2 separate regions of the Macaca mulatta genome follow, and region 2 is linked to region 1. The links are chromatin contacts, called in public Hi-C maps. All regions are on one chromosome and are shown on one strand. Each heading gives the region's core, a stretch centred on a gene start, on an enhancer-like site or on the middle of the called end of the contact. The rest is flanking DNA. Distances are from core to core; before and after follow the strand shown.

What was found. Hi-C and Micro-C count contacts between places; a contact is called where the count stands out from the background.
Region 2: a contact with region 1 is called in a Hi-C map of fetal cortex germinal zone, with 4 times the contacts expected there. The contact joins the promoter of TPM1 here to the promoter of LOC144329913 in region 1. A contact is called at or near these places in 2 of 14 Hi-C or Micro-C datasets (fetal cortex germinal zone and fetal cortical plate).

The regions. Positions count from the first base shown.
Region 1 is chr7:39,728,266-39,735,043 of T2T-MMU8v2.0, forward strand. It overlaps LOC144329913, which reads right to left and starts at 2,397. Exons shown (of 1, transcript XM_077939531.1): 1 at 1-2,397. The coding sequence starts at 2,280. The coding sequence ends at 1,702. It overlaps TLN2 (talin 2), which reads left to right and starts at 373. Exons shown (of 60, transcript XM_077939530.1): 1 at 373-508.
Region 2 is chr7:40,386,047-40,392,871 of T2T-MMU8v2.0, forward strand. It overlaps TPM1 (tropomyosin 1), which reads left to right and starts at 2,457. Exons shown (of 9, transcript XR_013395649.1): 1 at 2,457-2,653; 2 at 3,745-3,870.

The DNA.
Region 1 (6,778 bases), core at 1,147-3,646:
CGCTTCCCCCAGGACCTGGCCACTGGTCCCGAGAGGGCACTCTGCAGACCTAGGGGCCCCAGCCCACAAGACGCTGGGTCCTCCAGTCATCCCCTTTACACAGCAGAGCCCCAGTTCTGGGAAGCCGGGGTCACCCCGAGCCTCCCTTCCACGTGACAGCTCGGCCTGTGCATCGCCTTCCCTCACGGACCCTTTCAGCATCACCCCACGCGAGGAGAGACCCAGCAGGGGCGCCAGAGCCTGGGTGGCGGCCCACCCCCGATGCAGCGCGGCGCAGCGGCCGGACCGGAGCCGCGCCGTCCCCGAATGATGACGCGCTTCCTGCCCTCCCAGCGCTCGCGGGCAGTGCGCTCGCGCTCGCCCTCGGCTCTTGTTCCGCGCCCGGAGCCAGCGGCGGCGGCAGTGGCTGAGGCGGCTGCGGGAGCGGAGTGGTCGCCCTGCGCGCGGGGGGACGCGGGCTGCACTCCCGGGCAGGCGCTCTGCAATGAGACAGTAAATGCATCCCCCGGTAAGGCGCACGGCTCACTCGGGTTTTCCTCTTCCTCCAGCTGCATGCACGTTGCATGAATTTCTCGTATCTTTTCCCTCCCCTCTCCAGAAGGAAAATGTGGGTGTTTTTTTTTTCCTCCCTTTTGCTTCTCGTGAGTGATGCCAATGCAGGAAAAACCCGTAAAGCTCCCAGATTTGATGGTCTAGGAGGGCTTCTTGCAGGAAAATAAAAATAAAATGATATTAATGCACCTGTCTATTGCACATGTATGTTTAACTGCACTGGACCCGGGCGCAGCGGTTTGCAAACAGCTTCGCAGCCGGCGCCAGAGAGCGGATTCCTGGCCGTGGGCAGCCGGTCCCCTCCGGGGCTCTCGCTGGGTTTCCGGTAACTGGGCTTTGAAAAACGGCCCCGCCTGCATAGAGTGTCCCCTCGACCCCGGCCGGGCCCCCGCGCCAGGAGAGTTGGCGCGGGCGGAGCGGCTTCATTCCAGCACTGGCCGCCGGGACTCCAGCGCCACTTCGCAAACAAGTCTCCCGCCGAGGCTCTGGGCTAAGACAGCCCTCCAGTGCGGAGTTCCTTCTCCAGTGCCGGACACTCAGACCTGCCGATCCCACGACTGTCTTACTTGGCAGTCTCGCCACGGGCGAACTGCTGGCCGCTGAGCGACGGGGGCAGTGCCGGGCCGAAAGCAGGGACAGGCTTTGCATCCAGTGCTGCTGGCCTCACACAGACTCAGCTGCTCCCTCTCCTTCCTCGGTCCCACGAGCTGAAATTTTGCACCCATTGGAAGCTGGAGGGACCTGGAAACGAGTATTTCGGGATCTCTGATGGGACCAAGGAACGACTTTCGAGGGCGCCATATTTTCAGTGGGTTTTAGCTGCGGAGGGGAGGGGGCAAGCCGTTTCTGGGCCCCGGGGAGAGGGCCGCGCCCCCGTCGGAGAGGCCTGAGCGGTTATCGCTGGGAAAGTTTGCGCGCCGAGGCAGGCGCGGAGGCGGCCGCGCAAGGCGCTCACGGCTGCTGTCCCTGCAAGGGCGCGCGGGCTACAGCGCGTCGCCACGCCAGCCGGCGGGGCTTGGGGCCGAGAGCCGTCGTCACGGACAGCGTGCTCGGCTTGCCGCCTTCCCCTGTCCCGCCTGGACCCGGCCTTGGGGCTCGGAGTCTCAGGGAACACGCCCCTCTTTCCCGCACCTACCGCTGCCCGGGCGCTCAGCCGGAGCCGTGCGCTTGGCGGCGTCCCGGGGCTGGGCGCTGAGTGCAGAGCGTTCTCCCGGCGCCCGGGCTCGCCTGGGTACTCCGAGGGGCGCGGGAGCTCACTCCCTGGGGGAGATGAGGCGCCTTGGTTCGTGGATCGGGATCAGGGCCTTGCCTGTGGTCGCCCCGAGGCCGCCGACCAGCCTGAGCTTCCAGTCGCCTCCTTGACTTTGGCGGCGACAGCAGTAGCGCCCGCGGCTGCATGTTCTGCTCTCGCAGCTCGTGGAGGCGAGGAAAGGAGGGCGTTTCCAGAAGTTGGGGCTTCAGGTGACGCGTGGGGAAACTTGGATTCTTGCTGTCCGTGAAGGACTGGGACAACTTAGGCCAGAATTCCTGTGTCTCATAGTGAAAACTTCTGTCTTTCCAGAAGATGAGAGAGGAATGAACTGAAGTGTTGGTGTTGTTGGGTAGGGATGATGTCCTGGAGAAGTGGACCCCAAAATACACGTAAATTGCCCTGGTACTGTAAGTACCACTTACTATTCCTTCTAATAGTACCTGCGTGTGTTGAGTTGTGGCATTGTCAGGTTGCATGCTGACGTCCCTTCTCCAGAGCGTGGAGGCAGCGACCTCTCCGGAGGGAGGGGGAAGCGGGAGTGGGGAATCTTTACTTTTGAAATAGACTGTGACCTCTGCTTTGTGAAGGGGCAGGGCACGGGCGTGTTTGCTGACCTACACGCAGCCAACTGCAGGAACGTGTTCTCCTTGGCGTGTTACCGAAATGATGTCATAGTATTAAGGCCGTGTCCGCACTTGGGGTCTTCATCATTGAGGAGGCTAGAAGGGACCACAGAAACCTCTGGGGTTGGGGGTTAAGTGTGCAGAGGGAGGGGAGAGGCTCTCCTGTGGGAGATGTGCCTGGAGATGTTAGGTGTTAGGCAGCTCTTTCCCTGATTCATTTCATGAAGCGCCTGCAAAAATGTCTCCGATATGAATGTCAGCCAAGATTTTATCTACCTTGATTGCTTATTTGGGACCTCTATGCAAAATCAGAGGATGGTGGTGGGTGTGACAAGTGGCCTTCAGAGAAGAGGGATGCCTACACGAATGATTTTTTTTTTTTCCATTGAGCACTAGAATAGTGGAAAACACCCAGAACCCAAGATACATTTTTCCAAAATTAGCATAGCTAATTTAGAAGAGAAGTCAGTTGCAGAAAGCCTCCATCCGTTTTAAGTTTCCAGTCTTAGAGGGAGTACCTTAATCATAGAAACAGGTCTCTTCAGATTGGTGAAGCCACTGGTTTCTTTCTGCCTTTGTACCCATTCAAGTTATCAGGGAGTTTCCAAAGAGTATTAGAGGGTCTCTCTTTTTGGCATTGATGTGGGGCTTCTACCTCGAAAGAGAAAGCGAACTTTTTAACAGCGTGACCCTGTTGAATGAGTTACCAGGGATATTCTGTACAGGCATAGGCTATATATGTGTTTTGAACTCACCTACTGCTGACTCATTCAGGTTTTTCCAAACACTGTTCCCTAGAGTATTTTTAAGTGAAGTTAGGGTTTAGGAAGAGGTGGGTATGTCATTTTCTAGTCAGTATCTTTCTTTTCTGTCTCAAAAGTAATTTGATTTCCCCTCCTTCACCCTTCACTCCTCGAACATCATTGGTTCTCTAGAGTAGTAAAGGACGATTACAGGTGGTGAACAATATACATTTTTACCAACTATTCTCAGAAAAAAAATCTATGCATCTAAATGTATTTATGCATTTTAGCATTATGCTTTATAACTACATATATGCCACATATATTTTATACATGTTAAACCTTACATAATAAAAAAGAGAAGCTTTATTGTGAACCCTCCAATCTTTATTCCCAAGTTTACTACCTTAATATTTATCTATTTTTTTATGCCTCTCTCAACGAATTGTTATAAATTGTGTTTTGTTGCCGCTTGCCTGATTCCTTTTTTTTTTTTGAGAGAATCTTGCTCTGTCACCTCAGCCTTCCAAGTAGCTGGGATTACAGGCACGCACCACCAAGCCCAGCTAATTTTTGTATTTTTAGTAGAGACACGGTTTCACCACGTTGGCCAGGCTGGTCTCAAACTCCTGACCTCAGGTGATCCACCTGCCTCAGCCTCTCAGAGTGCTGGGATTATAGGCATGAGACACCGCGCCCAGCCAACCTGATTCTTATTGTCATAACTTCATAACTTGACCAAAGTTCTTGCATTTTTTTTTCCTTTTAAGATTTTGTAACTTAAAAAGGTTAGAAAACGAGTATGTGTTTTGGGAAGTTGCCTGTCTGTTTACCAGTCTGTGAGGTGGTGTTGTGATATGTGTGTGGCATGTCCAGCCTCTTGAGACAGTGTCTACAACTTGTGATCTGTGACATTATTGCTCCAGAACTTTTGAGTCATAATGTTTTCTTGGTGATTCTGAGTGGTGGTTGGCCAGTAGAAGAAGTACTCAAAAAGAGTTAAATAATTCAGTTATTTTTATTAGGTACAAAACTTTTAAAGACAAGAAGGAAAACATAATAAGCAGGCCTGGAATTATAGCTTAACATACCCACTGGTGCCTTTTTAATTACAGTAGTTTCCCCAGAACTTTTTAATCGTATTACTTTTATCTAATAGGGAGACTAGTTAAAATAATAAGCCACACATAACTATTACAAATAATAGGGATAAATGGAGGGTATGACCAGATGTTTTCCCTAAAGTTCAAAGAGTTAGGGAATCTGAACTCTGTCAAATTTCCCCTGCAGGGCTCACATCCCCTCCTCAATAAGCTGGAGAAAGGCAAAGAAGTCAGGGTGAAGGAGGGGGAGTGATAACGTGCTTAAGGTAGGCCTCTCTTTTGTACTGACCACCCTGACAATCTGTGGCTCAGGGGCAGGTGCCATTTGAATGACAGCTGGTGGACAAGGTTGGGTACAAAATGCTTTAGTCTTGAGAATCTTTATGTGTCGCCCAGAGCTATGAATTAGGACTGGGCTCATTTGCCACCCATTTCACAGTGGAGTTTCAGAGACAGTGCCAAGACCATGGTTTTGTTTTCCTCTTAACCAACAATTTAATTTCAGTCAAACTGATGCTGTTCTGAAAATGTAGAATAAGGATTGAACATTTGTATTTTCTTTTTACTCTTTTAGCTGCAATTTTTACAAACATAATTCCCTACGTCTGTTATTCACTCATTCAGTGAATGTTTTTGAGGGTTTACCATGCACTTTATGCTGAGAAGATATCCCCTGCCCTCACAGTGCCCACACATTGTATTGCGAGGAGGTGATACACTTTTGTACTTTGTGTATCTAGTAGCCAGGGTGAGGGTGGGGTAGAGGGTGGGGAGATGAGAATGTGATGAAATAGTAACTGAAATACAACATTATAGAACGATGAGAAAAGGATGTGACCAGGCAATTCCCAGAAGAAGGGATGCAAATTATTGCATCTCTTCTCAACTTCCCTAGTGGACAGAGAAATACAAATTTAAAAACAGGTATTATTTCCTGTCCATACAATTGATACATCTTTTAAAAGGTTGGTAATACTTGCTGTTTGGGGTTGGGGTGGTGGGAATTCTCAGACCATTGATACAAGTGTGAATTGTTACAATCTTTAGGAAAAGCAGATGGTTTCTGTGAAAGTTTGGAGCACACCTGCCAAGTGACCCAGCAATCCCACATTTGCAACCTTGTTTTACATTAAGAAAAACATTGGCCTGTAAGGATCTGTGTGTAAGGGTGTTTGTTGTAGGATTTTTTGCAGTAAATAAACTAGAAGCAACAAATGTTCATTAGTAAAATGAATAAAATGAGGTACATACATAGAATGGATTATTTTGTGAGGGTTGTGCATGACATATTAAAAATAATATGTAAAATAAAAGCTAGTTGCAGAGTATCATATGTTGCATGACCGTATTTCTGATTTTATTAAAAAAAATTTTTTTTTTTTTTAGATGGAGGCTCACTTGTTAGCACAGACTGGAGTGCAGTGGCTCCATCTCGGCTCACTGCAACCTCTGTCTCCTGGGTTCAAGCGATTCTCCTGCCTAGGTGTCCCGAGTAGCTGAGATTACAGGCACCCGCCACCACACCTGGCTAATTTTTGTATTTTTAGTAGAGACGGGTTTCACCATGTTGGCCAGGCTGGTCTTGAGCTCCTGACCTCAGGTGATCCACCTGCCTCGGCCTCCCAAAGTGCTGTGATTACTGCATGAGCCACTGCGACCGGCCGTATTTCTGATTAAGAAAATAAGCTGTATGTGTATGACCTTGGAGAAAAATGTATAAGGACACCCAAAACTTACCATTGTTTAAGATTAGCAGTGAGGAGGGAGAGGTAATTAACTTTTTCCATATACACTTAAATTGGTTGGCTTGTTCAAACATGCAGGCTTTTCTATATGAAAACAAGTTTAAAAATGTTTGGTTAATGGATAAGAAACTCGCCAGCAACCATTTAGAAAAAAAGGCTGGGAAATACGCTTACCTTCTCTGATGCCTCCTATTGCAACCTCTTATCTCTTTGGAAATTTTCAATTAATTTTTTTTTTTTTTTTTTTTTTTTTTTTTTTTTTTTTTTTTTTTTTGAGACGGAGTCTCCCTCTGTCACCCAGGCTGGAGTGCAGTGGCGGGATCTCGGCTCACTGCAAGCTCCGCCTCCCGGGTTCACGCCATTCTCCTGCCTCAGCCTCCCGAGTAGCTGGGACTACAGGCGCCCGCCATCACGCCCGGCTAATTTTTTGTATTTTTAGTAGAGACGGGGTTTCACCGTGTTAGCCAGGATGGTCTCGATCTCCTGACCTCGTGATCCGCCCGTCTCGGCCTTCCAAAGTACTGGGATTACAGGTGTGAGCCACCCCGCCCGGCACAATTAATTATTTTCTAAAATCCTTTGATTTCTCAACTTCTAGTAGAGTATACTTTCAGTGTGAAGGATAGCTTCCGAAAAAACTGTTTCCCTCTGCCCCAGGAGGTGGTGAAAGTAAGAGCTCAGGAAAGCTCTTAGAAGCACTCTCCTTTATCTTAACTTTCTCTGATCCCATTCTGAGGGAAGACCAATAGTGGCCCCTGCA
Region 2 (6,825 bases), core at 1,207-3,706, 660 kb after region 1:
TCAACCTCTGAATATAGCCGTAGGTGAGGGAGTCTGGGAGAGGAAGAGGTGAAAAGAAGAGAAGAGATGGCTTTAAACTACACAATAAGGTCTGAATGTCTGAATCTGGAATTCAAGGCCCTTTATCATACCGCCCCAACCTTCCTTTTGTCTCATGTCCCCACTCACCCCCAAAATCCTACTGTCCAACCACCACAAAACATTCCTTTTTCTTTCCTTGACTCATACAATGGCCCTCCTCTCTAGCTAACTGCTACCCTTCCTTTGAAATCAGTTTAAAAACCACACCACCTTTTCAGAGAAGCTTTTCTCATCTGCTCTGACCTAGTCATTTCTATTTCTTCCTCCTGTGAATTCTTATACCCTGCTCAAGCCAAACACCTGGAGGACATAGACCTGTGCTACTCATTCTTTGGATTCCAGAGCCTAGTACCTGCCTAGTATATAGCAGGTACTCAATAATCGCATGTTTAAAAAGTTGCTTGTAGCATGATTTCATTTAAGGAAACGTTAATGAGTTCCTTGGCTACATATGGCACAGTGAGAAAAGAAGTCAGTAACGTGTGGTCCCGCAAGGAGCTTCTCTAGTTCAGTTGCCTCTTTTTATAAGTGACAAAAAAGGCTTAGAGAGATTGTAACATGGCTAAGGTCACACTGCAAGGAAGTGACCAGGCCAGGTTTGGATCCTTGAAACTGACTCCTAACTCCCTATTCTTGCCTCCTCTGCTGAGCTCCAACATGGGGAGTCAGCTCCCTGGAGTCCACGCATCTGGATATTGTCCACATGCCGGGAACTTTGTCACTGTTCCGGTGGCTGGGTTGACGTACTGTGATTAAAGGGCTGTGGTCAATTTCTGTGCCATGCAGCCCCTATGCACACAGCTCTAATGTTCTGACCGTTAGGTCAGTGTCAGTGTATCTTTTCCCTCCTGGGCAGTTGGGTTAGTGGAAGAGACCCGATAAAATCCTGGAGAGGAACTTGATCATTCTCTGAAGGACTTACAAGTTGTTTGGCCTGCCTAATCTGCTCAGATACCGTCCGGGGAATATTCGGTAACCATGCAGTACAGACTGTGAATTATTCTGTGGGGACTGTTAACAAGACCCTCACCAACCGTGCCTCAGCTGAGCTCAGGGCTTGGGGGCAGCCCTCTCTCCTCCCCTCCCACTGAAGCTCTGAAAAAAAGCAGGCTTTCCCCCTTGGGGGATGGGAGCAGTAGAGTTCAAAATAAGAAGTGTTGGGGGAAAAATCCTCCCGCTTCCAAGCACAGCTCACATGGCAAAGCCGGGCCTGCTCCCTCCTCAGAATTGCGGCTGCGGATGCAATGACTTAGCCGGGATAACGCCGATCCCACGTTTTCCGAAACCTGGCACCTAAGCATCTAACATGGAAAGGCCGACTCCCTAAAATCAGTGCAAGAAAAATTATAACAAGTTAGATCTGGAGGGACCTCGGAGATCATCTACACCCTAGATTTAAAGTTGAGAAAGCCGCGGGCAGCAAACAAGTTCACACAGTTGCTGGTGGCAGAGTAGAGACCACAGACCAAGTTGCGTGAGTCTAAACTCAATGTTCTTTCCCCTTAAACTGCCACCCGCACACACACACGTACACACGTACACACGTACACCTTTTTGGAGGCACCGCACAGCAAGCACAGAAGTACGCCACTGAGTCCTGTGTCCCTAAAGTATTTGACTGTCACCTCCGCTGGGGGAAAGGGCACGCAGAAAACAAGACTCCGTGTGCTGTCGCTGTGCCGCCCCCTGCCTTTCTGACCCGCGCCCGCAGAGAAAGTCTCAGAAGCCGCCCCAGGCTTTCTCCCACGTTCTCCCTTTCTCTGTTTCAGTTGAGTTTCCAGAGCGTGAGCGCCCAGGATGACACCTGGCTGGCTGAGAGCTGCCTGGGAGGCGCTGGCGGGTGCCGAGAGCGCACCGGCCCTGACGCGGGGTGCGGCACGGCTGGGAAGCCTCCCGGCCTTTGGCTCAGCGCGCCGGGGGACGGCCCAGGGGGGCGACGCGCATCCACCACTTGGCCCGCGCTCTCCCAGCCTCCGGCGGCTCACAGCGGGCTCGGCTGGGGATCCAAATGGCGGGGTGTCGGCCCTGAGAGAAGGGGGCGCGGAGGGAAGAGGGTTGCGCCTTAGCCTCGGCTCGGCCCCAACGCCCTCTCCCTGGCGCGCAGGTTTAGAAACAGGGCGGCCTTGCTCGGCAGCCGACTCGGCTGCTCGGGTCCCCATATATAGTCATATACACCGTCAACTGGGAGGCCGGCGGCCGGCAGCGAATGGGCGAGCAGCCCCCGCGGGAGGAGCGGGGAGGGGGCACGGGGCGGAGGGAGGAGAGGAGGAAGGGGGGCAGGAGAAAAAAGCTTTTCCAAAAAAGTATTGGCTGTCTTGAGGAATGCGGTCGCCCCCTTGGGAAAGTACATATCTGGGAGCAGCAGGCGGCTCCGCGCTCGCACTCCCGCTCCTCCGCCCGATCGCGCGCTCGCCCCGCCGCTCCTGCCGCAGCCCCAGGGCCCCTCGCAGCCGCCACCATGGACGCCATCAAGAAGAAGATGCAGATGCTGAAGCTCGACAAGGAGAACGCCTTGGATCGAGCTGAGCAGGCGGAGGCCGACAAGAAGGCGGCGGAAGACAGGAGCAAGCAGGTCTGCGCCTCCCCGGCCCTGAACCCGCGCCCCGAGTGCGGGGACCCGAGCCTGGCACCCCCGGCTGGATCCCCACCCCGAGGACTCGGGGAGATACCACCCTACCCCCACCACCACCCAGGGCGGCCAGGGCGCGCGTCTGGAAAGAAGGAAGGGAAATGCAAAAGCCAGGCTTAGTCTAACTTTGTAGTCTGATCTGAGGACGCTTATTTCCCTTCTCTGGTTCCCATGACCCGCGAAGTCAAGTCCTAGAGGCGCTTTATTCTCAGGACTGGGAATCAGTTTGGGGCAGGGAGGAGGACACCCGGTTCCTGGGGACGTTTGAAGGAAGGGCGCGGGATGGAGAAAGGGTGTCGAGTAATTCAAGTGTTATAAGTTATTTGACTTTTGACTGGGGAGAAAGGAACGTTAAACTTGGGGAGGAAAGGGGAGTCGTGGAGTTGTTACCAAAGAACAAAGATGGGACGGAATGGAGGCTACAGCCCGAAAGCCAGGCCAGCAGTGGCGTTCTTCTGTGTCCCCAAGTAGTGGACTTGAGCCCGCTGAGACCTCGGCAGAAGTCTCCTCCCAGGGCAGGTGGGTGTGCGGGGTGAGCCCTGGAGCGGTTCCAGCTCGGGTAAAGAGAAAGTTACCTTGGGTCCCTTGCACTCCATCTCGGCGGCGGTGCCCCGAGCCCCAGGGGCCCCAGTCAACCCGATGCCCGTGTGTTGTGTGTGTCTAACACCCGGTCCGTGCCGGCCGCCCGCGCCCGCCCGCCGCTGCCCCCAGCTCGAGGAGGACATCGCGGCCAAGGAGAAGTTGCTGCGGGTGTCGGAGGACGAGCGGGACCGGGTGCTGGAGGAGCTGCACAAGGCGGAGGACAGCCTCCTGGCCGCCGAGGAGGCCGCCGCCAAGGTACCCGGGGCGCGCGGCACAGCGTGGCGCACGAATGGCTAACTCTTTCTCTTTCTCTCTCTCTCTCTCCCTGTCTTTCCCTCTGTCTCTCCCGCTGTCCCTGTCCTTCTGGTTCTGTGCACCCACACCCCTCCCCTTCGGGATCACGCTGCCTGCTGCACCCCCCTCCCTCCCCGTACCCCCTGGCCAAATCCCAGCTGGAAGATGAGCTGGTGTCACTGCAAAAGAAACTCAAGGGCACCGAAGATGAACTGGACAAATACTCTGAGGCTCTCAAAGATGCCCAGGAGAAGCTGGAGCTGGCAGAGAAAAAGGCCACCGACGTAAGTGCACGCTCACACTGCTTCCCTCACCTCTTGCCTGCGTGGCCACTCTGCGGTCACCACAGGGCTGGAGAGCAATGGAGGAAGGTTACCTTCTCCTGCGGGACACCTGCACACAGCCCTGCCATGGCCCAGAGCATTGGATGCCGCCTCTGACTGCTACTGCACACATTCATTTATATTTCATCCACTCCTCTCTTCTTCTCCTTTCCTTTACCTCCCTGGGGGTGGAGGTGGGTAGATGAGAGGCTGGGAGAATAGAGCAGCTGAAATTGGACTCTGGAGGTGAACTTCACTTCCCTGGTGGCAGAAAACCCTGAGATGTCGTCACCAAGCTTTGTGGAGAGAATGCCAGGTTTTCTTCACTTTCTTTCCTTTTGCCCTCTCCAGTGGGTGGGAAGTTCTGGATTTTGGTGGTGGGTCTAGTCAGGGCTCAGAGAACCTGGCCTCTAAATGAAAGAAATGACACAATGGTACTTTTACTTAGAAGGTTGCACTTCATGGTGAGGCACAGAGACACTTTGAGGCTTCCTTTCTCACTAGCGTAAGCCTTAATCCACCCCTTAAGATCTGCCTGGGAAGATGATACTTGCTTGGGTCTGCAGTCTGAAGGCACTAGGTCCAGAAAGTAAGCTGTGAGTTATATATAGCTCAGTGCTTTATATGGTATAGTGAGCTAGCTGCCCCCTGCCCCTCCTGCTGGCCCCGCCCCCACCTGTCAGCCTTTTGACAACCGCCACATAGTTGCAGGGGTGATGCACACAGCTAAGGCCCTCCTAAGCTCTTTGTCCACTGCCCTTTGGAAGCTTTTTAATTGAGGGCTTGCCTCTTCTGCCTCAGAAAGTCAAGCCAAAGGACCAATTTCTTTTCACACCATTGGATTCCATGCTAAAAGCTAATTAAGCCTAGAGGCCCAATTAGAAAAGAATTCCTTGGGAAGTTGGTAACAATTCCAAGAATGCGTGAGCACAGGGAAAGCTATGCCAGCAGTTGAAACACCAAGGGCAACAGCAGACTTTTTTATATGAAAGTAACATGCAAATAACTGAAGGGTCTCAGGTCTTGAAATTAGTAAAGGCCTTTGTAGAATGAAAGGCTTGAGATGTATGTCCAGGTGTGCTTTGTAAATGAGAAATCCAGAGAGGACATTTAGAATCTGACAAAAAGAAATTTTCAGTGAAAAGGTTCCTGGAAAGGGGATTTGGGGGAAGCACTGATTTCGCTAAAACATTTAAATTATAAACTACCTGGCTTTGGAAAAAGAGCCAAAAACCATATATAACTCTGAGCCTACTTTGTATAATGCAGATCAGATGCCTGCTCTATATATGGCTAAATGAAAGATGCCTGCCTCCCGCAAATTCTCCAGCAGGACGTTTATTTAGCTTTTTCAAAAGAGCTGCTGATAGATCAAGGAAAGATAGTCCTTATAAGGAAAAGAATGCAGAGAATTTGAAAATAGCCCAGTAAGACTGAAGGCAAAAGAGGGAGAAAAAGGTTACTACAATTCTTAAAAAAAAAAAAAAAAAAAAAAAAGGTTAATAATTATTATAACTATGCAGTGCTAACATGTCTTTATTGAAAAGTCTTGTTGAAGGGAGCACTGGAATGGGGTGGGGCAGAAATGGAAAAGAAGTTATTTAAAGTCAGCTGGTGTGGGAAGCAGCAGGGGAGGGACCTTCTTGGATCTTGTTTTGCTTATTTTTCCCACTGGGGAACTGCCCCTAAATCTGGTATATATGGTTTTTTTGGTAGTGTATTGATCACATTCCCTTTTAGGACACTTTAGGTTGTCTGGAGTTTGGAGCCCGTAGGAATATTGAAGAAGTTAGTGAAGAAATGCTATACAGTCATTTGTTGATTAACGAAGGGGGATAAAGTCTGAGACATGTGTCGTTAGGTGATTTCTTCATTGTGAAAACACCATACAGTGTATAGTACTTACACAAACCTAGAGGGTATAGCCTACTAAACACCTAGGCTACAAACCTGTACAGCATGTTACTGTACTGAATACTGTCAACAATTGTAAGACAAATCACCAGGCCATAGGAATTTTTTAGCTCTATTATAATCTTATGAGGCTACTCTCATATATGCAGCCCCTCGTTGACCGAAACATCATTATGTGGTGCATGACCGTATTCAGAGTGGTAGCTTTTATTTATTACAAAATAGTCAGAACTTGAGGAGGAAGAGACAGATGTCACTAGAAAAAGGGAGAAGTGGGGTGAGGGAGAAGTCAGTTTCCTGAGGTGGAATCATATTACCTTTGGGATTAGGACATTTTACTATCATTGTTCACCAGTGTAAAACACTTTTACATTTTTTTTATTATTATTACTAAAAACATTTTTCTGCTACTTTACTGATGTACTTTACAAATCCTATTCTGGAAGTGGGCTCTTCCTAGCTTAGAAGATTGTCATCCAGGAGTAGTATCCCTGATGGTCTTGTTTCGAATTTTGTGTTGTCGTTCCACCTAAGTCAAAAGTGAGGCTGAAGGGGATCGAAGACTCCATTTTTTTCTGGCCCCCAATCTCTTCCCCAGTAACTGTGATATATCTGATATTTATAGCATGTGAGTCTTTATCCCTTTGTAGGTCTTTACTTCCTAACTTAGGGATTCTCAACCTCCTCTAAACATAATCACTTAGGAAGCTTTTAAAACCTACAGTTAGGATGCACCCAAGGCCAGTTAAATCAGAATCCCTGGGGTGCAACCCAGGCGGCAGCATTTGAAAAATACCCAAGTGATTCCAACCTGCAGACAAGGGTGAGAAAACGCTTCTAAACTCTTGCATAATGACATCAGCATGAAAATGAACTCACCTGAAACTGACTTTCCCAGGACATTAAGTCACTAATTGGCTGCTTAGAGCACTTGCCAGTGTCCAGCAGTTTCCTGGCAGCTCCTGGAGGTTCCCAGACACCCGGTTCCCCCATTCTCAATGT